Linked DNA regions of Ovis aries: region 1 is linked to region 2. The links are chromatin contacts, called in public Hi-C maps. All regions are on one chromosome and are shown on one strand. The core of a region is the stretch at or near the end of the contact, and the rest is flanking DNA. Distances in the headings are between cores, read along the strand shown.

What was found. A called contact is a pair of places that touch in the nucleus more often than the background predicts.
Region 1: a contact with region 2 is called in a Hi-C map of hypothalamus, with 4 times the contacts expected there. The contact joins the enhancer-like site here to the promoter of MAML3 in region 2. A contact is called at or near these places in 4 of 16 Hi-C or Micro-C datasets (blood and hypothalamus).

Annotation. Positions count from the first base shown.
Region 1 is chr17:17,737,067-17,743,312 of ARS-UI_Ramb_v3.0, forward strand. All of the region lies in intron 1 of MAML3 (mastermind like transcriptional coactivator 3), which reads left to right. Among named protein-coding and RNA genes, the nearest start is that of TRNAC-GCA, 45 kb to the right of the region's middle. Within about 2 kb of position 4,750, at least 31 of the 54 cell types and tissues checked have an H3K27ac peak or open chromatin away from gene starts, as enhancers often do. A contact at or near this core is called in hypothalamus, where this site is marked.
Region 2 is chr17:17,632,817-17,639,335 of ARS-UI_Ramb_v3.0, forward strand. MAML3 (mastermind like transcriptional coactivator 3) reads left to right here and starts at 3,608. Exons shown (of 5, transcript XM_042234330.2): 1 at 3,608-4,851. The coding sequence starts at 4,381.

The DNA of each region.
Region 1 (6,246 bases), core at 3,500-5,999, 110 kb after region 2:
CTAACTTCTATCCACTGATCCTAAAATATTTATTTGATATTATACTATTTGTTGTATTTTAGCTTGGGTTGACTGAAAAGCTGTCGAGTATTTGTTGAACACCTAAGTGGATATTCCTTGCTGGTTGGTGCTGCAAGGACCCTGAAGGTTCCCAGGTGGTCCCTGCCTGTGGGGAACCCAAGACAAACACATACTAAAGTAACTGACAAGTGATCATCAGAGAACTGAAGTTTTCCCTTTACTGTCTTGGGTATGGACGTGTTAAGGAAAGAAGTTAAGACTAGCAAGTAAGCCTTGAAATACAAGTATGAGGTTCCCAGGCAGCAAAGGCATGAAAACAAGAGAGACACATAGAAGTTCAGACAAAGGAAGAGATACAGAGGATAATAATGGAAATTAAGTTAAATAAGAAGGTTATGGAGGAACTTGAAAGCTCTAAAAAGCTCTTGAAAGCTCTAAAGGAGTCTAGTTCTAATTAATCACATCTTCCATGACTTTTTCAAATCATAAAAGCAATAACACGCCTGTAATGAAAAGGAAAATAATACAGAATGTCTTAATTAAAACATGGTGGTTGTGGGGCAGGGGGAAGGACTTATCTTTCTACTCTCCTGCCCTTTCCCTCAACCTAGCCACAGTTTTCACTGCTTGGTGTATATTCCAGGACTTGCAAACCACGGCCCAGGAGCTAAAATGGCCCCACCATGTGTTTTGGTGTGGCACATAGGCTAAGAATTATTTTTACGTATTTTAAGAGGTTGAAAAGAATTCAAAAGAAGAATGATATTTTATGAGAGGTGGAAACTGAAATTCAAATGTTAGTGCCCACAAATAAAGTGCTGAATTTTGTCAATAAGAAGTTTCTGGAAAATTTTCTCTCTCATTGTATAAGTTTCTACAAAAGAGCCTTGCTCTTTCTTTTTGGTCCCCCAAACCTAGACTGTTTACTAAATGCTCTTTTGCTGGGTCCTGGTCTATACTTTCAAAAAAGTTTATAAATGTAGTTTATGGTGTTCTGTTTTGTTTATAAAAGTAGGCTCGCAGGAGCCATTTATGGAAAATCTTGCATATGAAACAAGTAAATAAATAAGAAACACTGTTGGTGGTGAGGGCCAAGGGCAGACAGGGTCTCGAAGCTACACAGCCAAGAGGAGAACCCAAGGATCTGGGAGTGGGGTCCCTTCAGTGATACAGGGGGAAAGTAATGTGCTCCCAGCCTGGACTACCTGAATTCAGTCGGGGATGGAAGCCAGATGGAGCCAGAACAGTCCAGGGGGGCAGGTCAACTGAAGGAAGCAAGGTGGGGAGCAGTCAGAGGTGCCCCCACCTCTAGGCTGGTGCTATGGAACATGTGAAGGGTGTTGAAGAGGACTTTTTGCAAAGCTGAGGGTCAGACTTGCTGACTTTGGGGCACTCCATCCAACCCTAAAAACCAGGAGCACTAGTGGTTGGTGCCGACAGTTCATGTTGCTGTCTGAAGCATGTGTTATCCCTCACATTTGGGATCCCTCACAATGGATGGGGCATTTCCATCTTGCACAATTGACGTGGTAAGATACAACTTTCACATTTTGAGTGAGGGGTGTTCTAATTGCCTCTGTATAGCTAGCTGTATACAACTCACAGGTGATGTCCATTAAGCTGATCCTGGATATTTGGGTGCATGTTAAAACATCGCCTGGAAAAGAATTGGGACAAATTGATCATCAGTTTCTTCTCTATGATGGGGAAATAGTTGTAGGTTTAAAGATATTTTGGGGGAAGGAGCCTCTCATTTTAAGAAAAAGTGTGAGATTTTTAAGGGACGCTTGTAGATGTCACTTCTAGCACCCTTACCCCACTGACCAGATTTCTGCACACAGGGTAGGGTGATTCATGGCAGAGCTGTAGGGAGAGCTTTAGTGCACATGCTCAACACAGGTGTGTTCTGTCAGTGTGAACTTCTGGGGAAAGAGGGAAAGTCTTCCTGTTGTGCGATAATGAGCGTAGTAGCCCGATGCCCCATAGCAGCTCCACCTTGTGGATTGTGTCTTAGTGGTGAGTCCCTACAACTACTTCTCAGAGTATCATCAGCTAATACTCATTTCTGTGTAAAAATGCTAGACGGGTAGGTAGAAGTGGGTATATTTAGCCTTTCATTTGATGTAAGTTTGAACCATTTCTGTTTATTTTTTATTTTTTGATGGGTTTTGCTCATGCCTCCCAATACTAATTTTTTCCCTTAACCCATTTGGTGAAAACACCAGATAAAGGGATCACAAAGTAAGAGGAATGTCAGCAGAATGACATTTCAACTCTGGATTGTCATAGAAATTAACACACAAGGATGAGGCATCCATAAATATATGAGGGAGACCTCACTGTTACTCAGAGAATTGCTTGGCTCTAGCGGCCCAATTGCGAAGCCCTGGACTTGAAATTAGGAAGCCTGGTTCTCATTTCCTCATGTCCACAGGCTTGCTCTGTGACCTTGTGTAAGTTGGGAGACTCCACTGTTTCCCAGTTCTGGAATAAGAATATCACAATTGAACATTCCAAGTGGGTAGTTTGGGAATAAAGAGCAGAATATTTGCGAAACACTTTTGAGCATCCTTAAAGATGAGAAGTGTTTGACTTTTCAGCATTACTAGTGTTCTGTTCAATGTGTGAAGACTTGGTGAAGACTCACTAGATATTTTTTGCCTAAAATGAATCAAGCTATACCTCCTGACCCATTGCTTTTATAATCATCCTGGCACCTTTAATATGGTTTTTAACTTAGTGCCTATTTGGGTAGAAATCATGGATTTTGTTAGTGACATTGTTTCTTGGCCTTACTGTAGAAAAGAATAATAACATAGATATTTTCATCATTAACATAGCATTTTTGCTATGCTTTCAGAAAAGTATAACTTTCATTAATTGTATGGACTTTTTTTTCCCAATGAAAGGGAATTTCTGGGATCTGACTGAACACATAGAGTAGAAGAAATGTGGGTTGGTAAAATGCTTTTCTGTACCAGGTGGCTCAGTGGTAAAGAATCTGCCTGCAATGTAGGAGACACAGGAGATGCAGGTTTGATCCCTAGGTCAGGAAGATCCTTTGGAGAAGGAATGGCAAGCCAGTCCAGTGTTCTGGCCTGGGAAATCCCATGGATAGAGAAGCTTGGTGGGCTGCAGTCCATGGGGTCACGAAGAGCCAGACACAACTTAACAACCAGGCCACACACACACAGCACACTAGTCCTTCACCGTCAGGTTTTTCCCCCGTAGCGTAAAATCCCATGGATACTGGATAAAAGTTTCATTTTCCCCAGGATAATGTAGTCAAGTGTCAAAGAGGATTCTTAATAAAAGCGATTTCACCTTAGCAGTGATTCTGAATGAGTTGTGGGCTCTTAATCAAACTGCTTTCTCTCCCTCCTGTGTAGAATCACTGCTAAGTGGAGTCAGTTTATACCTGGGAGCTTTTGTAACCCAGGGCTGAGGATCCCTAGACCCTGAGGAGTCCCGAGTTACAGATGCTGAGGTCAGCCCAAGAAGGAGAAGCTGAAAATGTCCTCATTCAGCTACTAGGAGAGAGAAACGTGTTCAGAGGAGCCCGCCCAGTGGAGCAGAATTTGAGAACCTGGTCGGTGATAGGAGATTGTACAGCTGCACCCCGAGCAGTAGGTGTCACTCTAGTCAGTGGCTTTTACTGCTCAGAGCTGAAGGGGTTAATTGGGTCTGGTTTATTTGGGTGGATAGAGGTCCATCTGTGTCCTCTGGGCTGCTTGTCCTTGTCTCTAGGGGCCTGGGTTGACACCAGTGAAAGGCTCCAGTCCATGCTGAAAGGCACCATTTTTCTCTAAGAAGGGACGAAAGACACTCTCCCATCTGTAGTTTCGAGGCTGTTTGATGTGATGGGGTGGGTTGAGTTTACATGGGTAAGGAGGTGAGATAATCCTTCTAAAGTCTGGTGGGGGACCTGGGATGGAGGGGAAGGGAAAATTCTATTAAGAGAAATGAAAGAAGGGACAGCGGAATACATTTCCTTGTTGTTATTGGCCCTGGGCCCTGTTATATCCAGGCAGTGTGAGCTTTCAGAACTTCTATCGGCATCCTTCTCAGAAATTTCCCTTTACCACAAAGGAAGCAAGGCAAAAAAAAAACAAAAAACCAAAACCACCTCTCTCTAGCAGAGATGTACTTCTCTTTTGCCACTTACCACTCCAGAAAGTTAATTCTCAAATGCTAAAATGGAATTTAGGATTTAGAAAGAGCTACTGTTGACTAATTAAAAAAAAATTCCTGGGATTACATAGCCAATTGCTTTTTCAAGTACACCCAATTTTCCTTTTCCTTTTCTAGTAGCACCCTGGTGTGAAAACAAAATAAAACCGAGGAAACCCACTGGACAGTTTTAGGTTCCTCTTATCTCCTTTTTTTTGCCTAGAGAACCCCATCTATCTCCCCACCCACCACCCAGGCAGCACAGTGTCATTTGTCCTTTTAAAAAAATACATGAAGGCTTTCTGTATATGATTTATATCCAGATACTCATTAAAAATAACTCCTGTCCAGTCTCCGCTCTCCCCGCCCCGTGCCTGCCGGTTGGTTGTAGTTAACACCCTGATTAAGCCTTGCTCCTAATGGTGCAATATGTTAAGCTCAGACTGCTCTCTTTCTCTCCACCCCCTCCCCCCTTTTCTGTCTCCCTCTGAGCTAGTGGCTTGTTTTAAACCATCCGCACGCTCGCAGGAGCCAGGTGGCGTTGCTTCCTGCCTCCCCTGCTCGCTGTTGCTAAGTGAGAGGCACCAGATCACACGTAAAGCTGAACCAATAGCATCCTGACCCCCATAGGCTGGTAAAAGCCGAAGAAAAGAGACTCCCACCGTGTTGTCGGTGGCCGGCGGGTCCTCCTCCCCCTCCCACTCCCCTCCCACCTTTTCTTTTCCAACAGGAAGGGGAGGCGGTGAGGGAGACGAGCCGGCAGGAGGAAGAGGGAAGAAAGAGGATGGGGGAGGTGAAGCCTCCTATGCCTCGCTGTACTTGAGATAAATGCCATTTTTTCTTTGTGAAGAAAAGGAACGGGCGCTTCTCTTGAGCAATCACAGACGGGCAGTTATGCGGCTTTCTGCCCCCAAACTGCCTGTGTTGTCAAAGCTCAAACTCTGAATAAGACGTCCGTTCCTCCTCTGTCTCTCCCCCTCTCTTCATCACGGTGAATCTTTTAATCCCGACAGTTTTGCAGATCTCTGTTCATTCTTCCTCTTCACCTCTCCATTTCCTTTCTGTCTCCCAGGATTCTCCCAGTCCAGAATGCCTTTCCCTCAATGTACAAGTGAGCAGAGGATATTTTATCAGATCGTCCTAGGGAACAAGCAAGAGAGGAGGAATATTTATAAAGGCAATTAAAAACAAAATCCGCACCCCCCCCCCTTTAGAATGTCATCGTCTTTGGCAGGGTCTGTACAAGCACAAAGTGAAATGAAAGGCTGCTCTTAACTGGATAACTGCCAGTGGAGACACCCAGAGGTATAGTTGCCAGTATAGAGAGGAAATGACCTTTCTCCTATAATTACCTAGATATTTTGGGTAGCGTCAGACCCAAGTTACCTGGGTAATTATGGCTTTGTAGATCTGACCTCAGAACAAAACAGATTCCAGTGAAGTTCTCGTAGAAATTTTTGCTCTCTTTGGTGATAAGAATGGCATAGGCATCCATTGCTTTTGCAACCAGGTGAAGTCCAGATATAGGGGGGACTTCCTTTGGTTCTTTTGTCTGATAGGTTCTAATTTCTCCCGACCTTTTGGAGGTGGCTTATTATTTGGGCGCTCATGTGCCTTTGGAAAAAATAACCTGTGTTTATTTCTCAGTAAAGAAGAGTGTTGTGGTTTCCTGTAAGCTATTCTTGGATCTGCTTGTGTTTTGGGGGGATATCAAAAGGACGATACTCGCGGTTAAAACTGCCCATTTCCCTCAAGAAATGGTCCTTCCATACTTGAAATACTTTCTGGGCCAGAAATCCAGTCTCCTTATTCAGTATCATACAGAAAAGTGATCATTATCCTCCCACTCCACCTGCTTTTTCCAGCCCTTCTACTAATTTTTGTCTTTGTGTCTTTTTTTTCCTTTGAAACAATGCTAAAATGGTTTCATAAAGGGCAGCATGGGAGATCAGATTAACTGAAAGGGAATTATCAGTGAAAACCTTCACCAATGCCGAGTAACTGCAATGTTTTTTTTCTTTTTAAGAGTTTACCTTTTTCTTATCATCATGTTGT
Region 2 (6,519 bases), core at 2,358-4,857:
TTCATTTTGTGTACTATGTTTTAAATTCCACATATATGTGGTATCATATGATATTTGTCTTTCTCTGTCTGATTTACTTTCCTTAGTACACCGACCTCCAGGACCTTAGGGACTGTGTTCTATACACTGTCCATGCTGAATTCCCAGGGCCTACTATGCCGGTGGCTGACACACGGCAGGCCATAACTATATTTGTGGAATTACTGAAGTGATAGTTCTCGTGAGATGGTTGGGGGCAACCCAGTGTGGTTAGTAATTTGGGACTGCCTGGGCCCACTCTGTGGGCACATAAAAAGCTTGACTTTCCTGTAGGTAGGCAGCAGAGGATCCCTGCTTTACCCCGGTCACCAAGTAGTCTCTAGGGGACAATTATGAAGCTATTGATCTATGATCAATTATGACCTATTGATCTACATTAACAGGGATGCAGAAGTGGCCCATATACTGGAGTTTCTACACAAGGACCTCTTTCTTGACTCTGAGACACTGAACCCTATCAGATGGATGTGGGAGCATGATGCAGAGATGACCTAAAGAAAAGGGAACCTGGTTTAACACCTCAGAGCCAGCTTTGGCTCAGAGCCATAGCCTCAGGACAGCCTGGCACAGGTCCTTCTTCATGGAGCCCTTCTTCTCTTTGGCATCCCGGGAGATAGCATCAGCGTATCCAGATACACCATGTAATTTCTTTCTCGTCACTGCTACGACATCTCAGATTTCTTTGCCATTCTAGAGCAACAGCACTGATGATGTGTCCATAGCTCCCATCCAGAAGTCTGGCTTTGTAGCAGGCTCACATAATAGATAAAGCTGGTCACACCATCAGAGTGTGCACTAGTCCTTTAGGAAGGGACTAAAATCACTTCCCCAGAACTTGGACTTCTCTATGACTTCTGAGCAGATCTTCAGGATGGTGACCAGGAAGATACCATGCAAACCCAGGGGTAGCCGGTAAAGAAGGCTTTACTTCTTCTAAAGTCACTAGACCAGATGGACACCTCTAATTCAGGGTATGCCCAGGCTGCTGAAGACTCACATCTTGCTCACTTCCTGCTGCTTTCTTCTAATCGTCCTGCAGTTAGGATGGGGTTTCTGACCTCACGTGTGCCACAGGAGAGAACTTACTGCACACGTCAGTTTCCTTAAAGGCTCTCCCCACGTTGGCCATCACACAGTTTCACAGTCGTTTCCCCACACATTGGTCTTAGAGCTTCTGGCAGCCACTCCCACCACCTTGATGAGAAAAGAGATGGGTGCAGTATGTGTATGTGTGTATGCGTGTACATATACTCACGAACAGCCAGCCAGCCGTTTTTTTGTGTTGCAGTCCACTCATGCACTAAACTCAGGCAACAGGCTATACTGTGGTCGTGCAAGAGTAGCTCTACTGGCCTTTGAGGGCCTCTGGGATAAAGCCACAAAGCGTGCTGCTCCCCCACCAGCTGATGCCCCAAAGGGAAGGATGCAAATTCTTGTGTATTTTTTGGATTCCTTTCATCAGGAGAGGTGAACAACTTGATGGGAATGCATCTTGCTGCTATTGTTGGGATTTTTTTTGTCCAGAATGACAAACTCTTAATGAAAAGTTAAATTCCAAGGCATAGGAAAAAAAGCTAGAATTAGAATCCAAGTCTCCAGACAGAAGCCTCAATGCTTCTCAAACTCACTGCCTCTGTTAATCAAATTGTAGTCTTGTATGGGTGGGGTAGGAGCACAGAGTGAATGAATGCGGAGTCATAGCTTCCTCTCTGCAATGAAGCCATATGTTTCCTGAATTAATAGAGATATTATTTACTGCACATGTAAAATAGACAAAGGCCACTTCGTGATGTCATTTTCTTATAATTTCTTACAATTTTCTCTATGTTTTTAGAATTAGGACTGACTTTTTTGCTACAGAACTTAAGTTTAATTTCCTAACAGATGTGAAGGAGGGGTAGTTAGTTATGACACAGAAAATTTTATGTTAAATAACTAGCACTCTGAAAAAGTATGGCAACTTCAGTGAAAGCTACTCCTTTACATTGGTTTCACTACTTAGAGGTAACCTCACAACATGCTAATCAGTATTTTGCTGCCCATTTTACCTTATAATCCAAAGGATGGGAAAGATAAAGTTCACCATATAGATCTGATTAATTGAAAAATATCGGTTCTTATTGCTGACATTATGAGGTTAGAAATAGCATCCTATGCTAATCTGCAATGCCAAGAAATGAAGATGGTTTAAATCAGATCTCATGACTAATGTATGAGATCCAAAGTTCTTTTATTCCTGGCTATTTTAGAAAACTGGGGTGTATTTTTACCCAAAAAACTAGTTCTGTAAGATTTATTGAGATAATACAAAATACCTTATTACAAACAGCTCGCAATCAAGATTTTTTTCCTACTGATGATCACAGAAACTGTTCCTCAATTTTAAATTGTTTCAAAATTATGTATACATGCAACGGGTTAAGACCGGGTTACTTTCTGTGGGTGCTATTCCACTTTAATTGTACTTTATTGTAAGTTCATTTAAACAGAAAGAAATATATCTAGCAATAAAGTGTGCCTGTTATTTTTTCTTGTTTTTGTTTTATGACAAACTGTGAAATGCTGTGTTTTTCCTATAGTTTTAGTCCATGAAATCTGCACTCTTTCCACTTGATTTAGGAAGGACCCTTAATTACTGCTGTCATTAGCACCTAGTGTTCAAAACAGTCTGTTAAAATGTACTGTTAGTCTCACCTCTAAGTCCCTGCTTGCTTTATTTCATTTTTTTTCCCAAGGGTAAGTAAAACAATAACTGCCCTAATAACAACAATCATGTACAGCGAATCAAATAACATTTCAAGTTTTTTGTTGCCTATTTCTTTTTCTTCAGAATTCCGCTTTTGTGTGTTAAGATTGGCCTAGAGTTTGAAAAAGTGTCCATAAGTAGGGTTACTACTACCGAGGACTTACTACCTGGATTTTAAAAACAAGCCACTTATTTGCCTTTTTCTTTCCACATGGATATGGATGACAGACAACTGCTGCGAAGCTTTAATGTTTCTGCCTGGTCATGCACAGTTCTGCAATATATGCATAAATGTATATCAACAACTTGGGATCGCTTGATAACCTCGCTCGGAATAAGGAAATCCAGCCAGGCGCGTCCACGCGGCAGTCCGCGCGTGCACACACGCACACATACACCCAGGCGCGAGCACGCGCGCGCACACACACACACAGACACATACACACACAGGTCAAAAGTTGATTAATTCCCGAGATCCCCCAGAATCTTTTTCTCTTTTCTGCCAGCGCCGACTTCCCAGGCCGGGTGGCAGTGAGGCTGGGGGCGTGCGAGGGGCGGGGAGGAAGAGCAGAGGGAGGCGGGAGCTGGGTGCCGCGCGCCGGTGCGCGCCGCGCCCGCTCCTGCCGGGTGAGAGTCCGGGCCGGGTTTTGCGCCGTGTCCCCGGGCTTGTCTCACGGCCTCCAGCCGCCGCCGCTGCCGTGTTTACTGAGCTCGCGCGTCCTGATATCACTCCGCTGGCATGGAGGAGGAGGAGGAGGTGGAGGAGCGAGAGGAGGAGGAGGAGGCGGCGGCGGCGGCGGCGGCGGCGGCGAGCAGTTGATCATTGTGATGGTGGCAGGAGCAGCGGCGGCAGCGGCAGCCCAGCCGAGCGTTAGGGGCTGCTCTCCGCGCGGCGTTTTGCAAAGGACTTCACCGATCTACTTTTGCAGTCGCCTCGGACTGTCCATGTGTTTACTTCCCCCAGCCCGAGGATTCGATATCTAGGTTCCTGTGAAATGCAGCTGAGCAGCCAAAGTACTTTGAGAACACGGGGCGGCATAAACACCAAAACTTTTTTGTGGAAGGAAAATGCAATAAGCAAGCTTGCCGTTTTCCGATGCGGCGTGGAGTGAGTGTGTGTCGCGCGTGTCCGCACTGAAGCATATGCTTGTGTGTGTACATGGGTTGTGTTTTTCGGTACGTAGGGAGAAAATGCTTGCCAACCACCGGAAATCTCTTGGAATTTATTAGAAAATAATGGATTATGAAAAGAAGGCAGGCGCAGAGCGGATCTTCCCTTGAGTTGCAACCCGATTTGCTGCTGGCTCAGTTTGTTGTGATTCTTTTTGTTGATAGGTGTCTGATGGTATTCTGATAACACCCCCCCCTTTTTTCCCCTCGAGCTTTACAGTTTAAAAAAAGGAAACAAAAAAACCACCCCAAAATCTCTCCCCCCCCCCTTTTTTTTTTCGCCCGGTCGGGATCGCTGTTTCCATCCATGTGCTTGCGTCTCCCCCGCGTTCCACTTAAACTATTTTAATCCTTGGACCCAAGGAGGAGGCTGATAGGGGGTGGATAAAAAAAGTTCTTCCAAAATAGTGTGCCCGGGGAGCAGGATGGGGGATTTCGCAGCCCCCGCTGCTGCCGCGAATGGCAGTAGTATTTGCATCAACAGTAGCCTGAACAGCAGCCTCGGCGGGGCCGGGATCGGTGTGAATAATACTCCCAATAGTACTCCCGCTGCTCCGTGTAGCAATCACCCGGCTGCCGGCTGCGGCACCGGCGGCTCCGGGGGCCCGGGCGGCGGACCGGCGGCCGTCCCCAAGCACAGCACGGTGGTGGAGCGGCTCCGCCAGCGCATCGAGGGCTGCCGGCGGCACCACGTCAACTGCGAGAACAGGTACCAGCAGGCTCAGGTGGAGCAGCTGGAGCTGGAGCGCCGGGACACCGTGAACCTCTACCAGCGGACCTTGGAGCAGAGGGCCAAGAAATCTGGCGCCGGCGCCGGCAAGCAACAGCACCAGAGCAAACCCCAGCAAGATGCGGAGGCTGCCTCGGCGGAGCAGAGGAACCACACGCTGATCATGGTGAGGGCGCGCTGGCAGCGGGCACGGGGCGCGCGCATGAGAGGGGGGGCGCGTGGAGCTTCTTAACAAGGGGGCGCGGGGATCTGATTTGCACGGCGGGCGAGGTGGGCTGAAGCCGAAGGGTTAACGTCAACTTTTTTGAGCTAAAGCTGCCGTCGCCGCTACCTGTTAATCTGTCAGGGTTGTCAGATTTGGGGAAGACGGGGCGAGAGGAGGGGAAGCCAGTCACGACTGCAAGGGGAGGAGGGAGCCTAGAGGAGCGTCGGAGTAAGGCACTGGAAAAGTTTTACCCCCCTCTCCCTTTCTTAGATACCGATGTGAAAGAGTGTACCGAGTTGAAACCTCGCTCCTCCTCCTCACCGCTCCCTACCCCATCCCTCACCTCGCCGCCTGGGCTCCCCAGACCCGTCCCCCTTCGCCCACCCCGCTCAGCACATCCGCCGAGTGTAGGGAGGAATTGATGCTGTCGCAGATTCTGGGCGGGCACCAGGCTCTCGAACCCCGTGGGGAGGAGGAGGGATGGAGATGCTCTCGCCTCCTCTCCCCGGCTCACCCCCTTTGGGCTGAGAAAGTCTAAGAGTTTTGTGAATGAACTTTGAAGTGGGTGAGAAACAAGCGAGGGTGGATGCGCGCCCGCGCGCGCGTCGGTGAGGGCGCGCGCGGATGCGGGGCGCGGGTGCGCTCCCTCGCGGTTCGAGACCCGCAGCTGGCCCGGCAGGTGGAGCGGCCCCGAGGGTCGAGACAGGAGCGGCTCGCCGGGGCGGGAGGGGAGAAAGACTCCCTGGGCTTGCGCCGAGAGTCCCCGTCACGCAACTCCGCAAGGGGGAGTCTCTCCCCTCCTCCTCTTAAACTTGCTTGCACGGAGCTTTCTCCGCTTCTGTCTCCCGCCCCGTTCCCCACCAACTTTCCGGGCCTTTCTGATAAGCCTGGAGGAGTGGAAGGTAGTGGGGAGGTGAAAGAGGCTTAAATGGCTGGGTGGGTGGGTTCGAGGTAGGAGGAGCAGCCAATGGCTTAACTTCTCGGGAGGAAGGGGCAGTTCCCACCCCCTAACCCTGAGGGTGGAATCCTTTCTCCCATCTCCACTCTCCGGTTCTTTGGCTTTCCTTTCGGGGTTGGGGCGGGGGGGGGGGGGGAGGGGGGTTGGGAGCCGGAAGTTTAGGAAAGGTGTCTGCAGCCCCCTCCCCCGCCGCGCCGCCCTGGTTTGGGTTGCGCGCGTGTGCGGGGTGGGGCGGGCGGTGGGAACCCAGGAGCGCAGCGGCGCCGCGCGCCTTCGCCCGTTTACCCCGCAGACCGCACCTCGATCGGCGGCGCGGGAGGCCCTGTCGGTGTGCGGCGTATCAATAGCGCACGTCCCCGGTCTGGGGGTCGTAGGCGCCCGGGGTGGTGCGGGTGCTGGCGCGGGCTTTCGCCGGGCGTTCCGTGACAAAGAGCCGGCTGGGGGGAGGGGAAGAGGAGAGAGGCCACTGCGCTCACTCCCCACCTCCCCCCACCCCGCACGTGAAGAGGAACAATTTGTTTATCTTGGGCTTCAAGAATCCTTCCCTCCTCCGGGTTCTCCGAGGCCGCCCAGCCCCTCCTCCCTCCTCTCCCTGCTCGGCGCGATCCTGCCCAGTCCCGCCGGCAGCACCTTCCCTCCTCCTTTTCCTTGCCCCCCACCCCTTCTTTTCC